2 separate regions of the Mus musculus genome follow, and region 1 is linked to region 2. Evidence: chromatin contacts called from public Hi-C data. All regions are on one chromosome and are shown on one strand. The core of a region is the stretch at or near the end of the contact, and the rest is flanking DNA. Distances in the headings are between cores, read along the strand shown. Region 1 has its middle 15 kb from the start of Rflnb. Region 2 holds the start of Tlcd3a (TLC domain containing 3A).

Region 1 (3,013 bases), core at 435-2,934, 160 kb before region 2:
ACCTACTGTCAGTCCTTCCAGCCACAGACTCAGCCGTGGCGAATGATAACAAGCTTTCATTTACCTCGGCCCAGAGAGACAGACTCACACCTGGTCCAGTGCGACCTGTACAGCCCCGTTGACTCTGTGTCTCAGAGGCACGGTCTCATTCTGCAACCCAGTTGGTCTAGAACTATGTAGCCCAGGCTGGCTTCAAACTCACAGAAATCCTCCTGCCTCAGGTCACTGGGAAGAGCTGGGGTTAGTGGCACATACTCCTTCAATATTAGCACTTGGGAGGCAGAAGCAGGAAGAACAGGACTTCAAGGCCAGCCTTGCTAATTAGCGAAATCAAGGCCAGCCTGGATCTATCTGTCTCATTAAAACAAAACAAAACAAAACAAAAACCTCCAAAGATTACTGAAAAGATTTATAATCCTTTTTCACAGATGTTACAAGCTAAGGCACAGAGGATCAATGTCTGGCCCAATGTCAGAGTGCTAGGACCAGACCTGCAGAGCAGGGATTCTGTGGAAGTTTCCATCCCGGTCTGCTTTTGTTTCCAGTGGACACATTCTTCATAGGCCACTGCTCACCAGTGCTCCCTTTGCCTGGCTTTGTAGGTGAGAAGGCGGAGGACTGGTAGGAAAATCATCCTACACGAAGCCCTCCAGGGTGGGTAATCGGAAGTGCTTCTTTTCTCAAGAGAGTCATCCCTGGCTGGCCTGTGGAAGCAGGAGCTGGTGACGATGGATGGAAAGTAAGTAAAGATCTCAGGCCAGACTAATGGAAGTGCTGCAGCAGATTTTCCACTGTTGAAAGAAACATCAGAATTCCCTAAAAGATCTCATTGCAGAATGCCCACCCAGCTGTGGAGGAGACAGGACTAAGTTGCTCTGCATAGGCAAGGGATCTCTGGGCAGCCACATGGGAAACTGGGCTGAGACTGGGACAGGAAGGGGAGGGAAAGCCAAGGGATGGAAACTCGGTGCAAAGTGGAATCCAAACCAGAAGCAGAACACTTGACACACATTCAGACGCTGGGTGCCACTGCAGTTGGACGGCCAGCGATGGCTCAGGACTGCCACGTTCTCTTTAGACTGTTCCCTCCACCTGCCTCACTGCTGGAAGGGAAGCTCGAGGCTCTTCCTAGGGTCCCTTCTGTTTTCTGTCAGCAGTAGAGAAGACATTCTAGCAAATGACATTCAGTAATGCTTTAATTAACTGAAGTATTTTTGTATTTCAAGATGCACCAAGAAATTAATTCCAGATGGGCAAAAGGAAAGACACTTACACAAAAGAATGATCTTTTTTTTGAGAGAAATTTACATCTCCCAAAGGTGCAAAATTCTGCAGGTTCAACATGCTTTTTTGACGGACAGTTAGGATGGGACTGGAAATTTTTATTTCATTTGTAAAACGTAATGGTTCTCTTCATGTCTGCTGGCTTTTCACAAGCCTGTTTCCAAGGCTACTTAAATGGCCCGATGCAGTCAGCCCGAACTATTTTATTTTTGGGAATCCAACTTGGAGTAGACAAGAAGTGTGGAACTTGCCTTCCCCCTCAAGCAAACTGGTTATTTTGAGACCTCGCTTCCTAGGGAGAGGAATGACATTTCCAGCTGCGTGTTTCTGGCACTTCCCTGAGCCTTCTGTAAACAGGGAGCCAGGCTTCCTCTTCCAATAGCAACTCAAAGGGGATGGGCCTGAGTAACACCCCCACAGCAGGCAGCAGGCAGGACCTGCGCTCTCTGTTCTAAGAGCCACTTGAGATGTATGCACAATGGGCACCTTTCTGGGTGCTGGGCAGAGTCTTGGGTGCTGAGTCTTTGTTCTGCCAGAAAAGAATTTTCTTTTCAGTGACAGACATGAACCCAAGGCTTTGAACCTGCAAGGCTCTGTGAGAGGCCAGTGGTTCTTTGTGGCTCCTGTTTTGTAGGCATAGTCTAAATGAAACTTTCTCTAGCCTGACATCTCTAAGCCAGCTATCTGCTCTAACAGAAGATATGCAAAGAACTCTTAAATTTTGTTGCTGTTGTTCATTCTGTTTTTCTGCTATAGGGTCTTACTATGTAGCCCTGGTTAGTCTGGAAGCCACTACACAGCCTGGCCTCTAACTCCTGAGGTCTGCCTTCCACTGCCTCCTTAGTATTAGAATTAAAGGTACGTACCATATGCCTAGCTATGTATGTTTTGAAGTAGAAGTAACAATAATAGACAAAGCTTCTGGCTGAAGCCTCAAGTTAGATAGCCAGAGAAAATGGGCTACAGGACTCTTTCAATAAAGTCCTTTTCTTTTCACTGCAAGGGGTGATAGCATTCTACAGTTGGTCCTCTATACCTGTGGGTCACACAAGTGTGGTTTCAACCAAAGGCAGTAATAGTGTCTGGGAGGTGGGGAGGACTGGGCCTGTCTGAGCCTACAAACTAGTTTTTAAATTGTGACTAGTCCCTAAGCCACTCAGTGTTAACAACTATTTATTTCCAGGTATGGAAGTGCACACCTGTAGCTGAGAATCCAGCTTGGGTTATGAATTCAAGGTCAGCCTGGACCACATTGTGAGACTGTATTAAAACAAAACAAAACCACTATCAAAAACCAAAAACAACCCCAGCAACCCAACTATTTATGTAGTATTTACATTATATGAGGCACTATACATAGTCCAGAGGTACTCAGATTCAACTAAAGGATGTGCTGGGATTGTTTACACACACGGTGCTATTTTATAGAAGAGACAGAGTATCTGCATGGGGTGTGTGTGGTCCTGGAAGCAGTCTCCTGTGGATACTGACAGACAACTGTAATCACCTGTGTGGCTCCTAAGCATAGACCCAGCAGGCTCCTCTGCAGACTCACAGTTCAGTCTCTAGACATCTGCATTTCTCAGAGGGCCCCGAGGGAGTCTAATGCATTCCCCAGGTGAGGAAGAGGCTGTACAGAACATGCTGGATTCAGTCTTCATCAAGAAGACATTTAACATAACTCCTACTGACACCTATCTGCTGGCTCCTACGTGGTTTCTGACAGCGT
Region 2 (3,125 bases), core at 236-2,735:
TTGGAAGCTGATTTTTCTTTTATGTCCATATATGAAACACCAGTTGCTAGGAGTCTAGGAGAGGCCAGTGTTAGCATGCTTATTACATGCTGCTTTCTCTCCCAGCTGAGAGGGTAAGTCACAGAGAGAGCTGGAGATGACCACGATGCATGCATAGGGGATAGAAAGTGGGATGCAGAAAGATGTTTTCTGGAGAGAATGAAAAGTTTACAGATAGATAGATGTTCATATTGAGAGTCTTATTTGTGAGTCCCCCTGGTACCAAACTGAAGAGTCCTTTTCATTTTACTGTCTATGTTAGTTGCGAACTGGGGGGGCAGAGATGCAGCCTGCCCTAAGTGTATGACAGCCCAGTTCTCTTTGAGCTTTGTTACTTTCATTTCAACTAAACTCACATTAGCAACATATAGGGAGATATGAAGAGCTGTCTTCACCCAAAAGGGATCACAGCCTAGCAATAGTAAAATTACATATAAAAGAGGAATTACCTTTTAAAGTTTAGAAAATCTCAGACTCAATAATTATATACAAATTGAAACAAGCAAAAGATATATTTGTTATATTTCTATACCATTAACCGAATGTTAATTTATTGGCATCTTTCAGAAACCATCTGTTATTTTATAGCGATCCCAGAATCATAAGACTTCACAACTGGAAAAGCCTTGAAGGGCATGTATCCAGTTTCCTCCCTCCACAGTTGAGGAAATACGTGGCCCAGAATGGCTGAGCCCAGTTGTTCCCGCCAAAGCACTCTAATGAGACTTTGCAGAGCAGTATTCATGCCGGTGATTTGAAGAGACCTGTAGTACTTTTCCATGTTACTGGGCATTAATGAATTGTAAGACCCACCTACCCACACATTCACACATTTATGAAGTTAGGAAGCTACAAACCAAAGCAGTTTCTCTCCCCAGGAAAAGCTAGCGATACTGAGACAACTGGACTGTCTCGCAAGTTTCAAGGTGCTAAATTAAAGTGGAATCATTTGGTCCAAGAACTGTTAAATAAGGTCACAGCTGTAATCCTCAACACAGTTTCCAAGACTCAGGTAGTATCTGGACCCAAAGCCAAGAGGTCCGTAAGTTCCACAGCAGGGAGGAAACACAGGCTTTGAAGCCTCTTTGGGGATTCATCCCTGAGAAGCCACTCTGTGACTGTCACTCCCTTTGGAAGTGACAATGCTCTGTGTATGAGAACAGATGGCCATAGCCCGCCCGGTCCTTCAGCCAGAGACCTGGGATCCAGGACCGCATCGTGCACGTCCTGCAGGGAGGCCCCTGGCCGCGCCCGCGGGGACAGAGAGGGGACCAGGCAGCCTCACAACTAGACCCCGCCCCAGCTCCTGCCCGCGCCTATCGCGGCCGGCGCGCTGGTCACGCGGGGGAGCGCCGCGGGCGGGCGGCCAGTGCCGGCGGGGCCCGAGTGGCGGCGGCCGGGCGGGGCGGGTGGAGATTAGAAATAGGGAGAGCCGGCCAAGCCGCCAGCCCGGAGCACGCCGCGCAGCGAGCGGCCGCACCCGCATCCATGCTGCTGACTCTAGCCAGCGGCGCGCTCTTCTTCCCCGGGCTCTTCGCGCTCAGCATCTGGGCGCTGCACCGTTTGCGGCCCGGATGGACGGAAGACGACTGCCTGACGGTCGGCACCAGGTATCACACTCCGCCGCCTGCCCCGGCGGGGCGCTGCCCTCTGCTGCGGACCTGCGCGGGGCTGCGGGCGGGAAGGGGGCGACGGGAAGCGCCCCTCGGTTCGCAGCGGACCTGGGAGGGAAGGGCAGGGAGTGTGCGACTCCCGCCCGCTGCCCTTGCTCTGGGCATCGCGGCGCCATGGCCGCCCTGGAGGGCGCCTCGGCCCGGGAAAGGCAGGTTGGAGTTCGTGCTTTGTGCTGTCCGTAGTCCTGGAGTAAAAACGCTTTCTTTGGTTTCTCTTCTCTGCCCCACCTCAGGTTAGTGTCCTCAGTGCAGGCAGTGCTGGCCACCTGGGCGGGGCTCACCGTCATCATCTCCTGCAAGAACGTGGTCTCAGACAGGTAAAGTCCCTTCCGAGGTGGGAAGTACAAATACCCGGGCTGAGGGCCCCTCCCACTCCAAATTTTAACATCTTAGTGGCTCACGGATACTAATTCTTTGTCATGCTATGATGTATGTGATTGCCTGGTGGTAAAACCAGTGCACCCTAATTAGTGCTTTCCTCTTGCTGCTTCCAACATCCCACTTTAGGAGAACCGAGGGGAAAGTGGAAAAATGCTATAGAGCAAGAAACTGAGCCAGACTTAAAGTAATGCGTTAAAGGACAGTGTGGTCTGACAGTCCCTCTTTATGAATGGGAGGATGGCTTTTGGTTCTTTTAAATGCTCTCTGGGTTCTCTCTCTGGAACAGCCTTTAGCAGAGATAGTAGCAGTGTCTGTGACCAACTTCTGACCTCGAGGTCCACCCTCTCTTGCCCGCAGATGCTGTTCTTGCTTTCCCCCTTTGCTCAAGATAAAAAAGAGGTCTCTGGTACCTTCAGAAAACTGAAACATTTGTGCCCAAAGTCAGGCCAGAAAGTGTTATCTGTAACATTTAAGTAGGACAAATCATAAATTAAGACCAGGATGGACTATCCTGTTTAGACATGGGTGGCGGTGGTGCTTTTGTTTTATCTGTAGACCTGACCTCCTCCATCTGTCTCCCAAGCGTGGAATAACAAGCAGATGTGCCACCACACTAAGATGCTCTTATTTATCTTCCCACTTGGGCTCTTCAAACCACTTTTCTTCCAGAGAAGCTAAAGGATGATGGGCAGGAGCCCAGAGAAAGTTGGTCAGCCTCTCCTGATTTTCCACCCTGCAGGTCCTGTTTTCCCTGCTGGAAGAGGAGGCAGAGGAGAGAATGAGACTGTCTCTCAGTGGCCTGGGATCTTACGTGGGCTTGATTAGACTGTCACCATTTCCTGTCTTTCTTTCTCTCTTTCTTTCTTTCTCTCTCTCTCTCTCTCTCTCTCTCTCTCTCTCTCTCTCTCTCCCTCCCTCCTTCCCTCTCCCTCTCCCTCTCTCTCTCTCTCTCTCTCTCTCTCTCTCTCTCTCTCTCTCTCATGTCTCTTCTTTTTTGAGACAGGGTCTCACTAGGTAGTTTGGACTGGCCAC

What was found. Hi-C and Micro-C count contacts between places; a contact is called where the count stands out from the background.
Region 1: a contact with region 2 is called in a Hi-C map of cerebral cortex, with 3 times the contacts expected there. The contact joins the enhancer-like site here to the promoter of Tlcd3a in region 2. A contact is called at or near these places in 1 of 39 promoter capture datasets (the SN4741 cell line), 1 of 484 Hi-C or Micro-C datasets (cerebral cortex) and 3 of 9 other capture datasets (adipose tissue, embryonic stem cells and liver).

What each region holds. Positions count from the first base shown.
Region 1 is chr11:76,041,482-76,044,494 of GRCm38.p6, forward strand. No RefSeq gene overlaps it. Among named protein-coding and RNA genes, the nearest start is that of Rflnb, 15 kb to the left of the region's middle. Within about 2 kb of position 1,685, at least 43 of the 459 cell types and tissues checked have an H3K27ac peak or open chromatin away from gene starts, as enhancers often do. A contact at or near this core is called in adipose tissue and cerebral cortex, where this site is marked.
Region 2 is chr11:76,200,607-76,203,731 of GRCm38.p6, forward strand. It overlaps Tlcd3a (TLC domain containing 3A), which reads left to right and starts at 1,486. Exons shown (of 5, transcript NM_027773.4): 1 at 1,486-1,649; 2 at 1,946-2,029. The coding sequence starts at 1,528.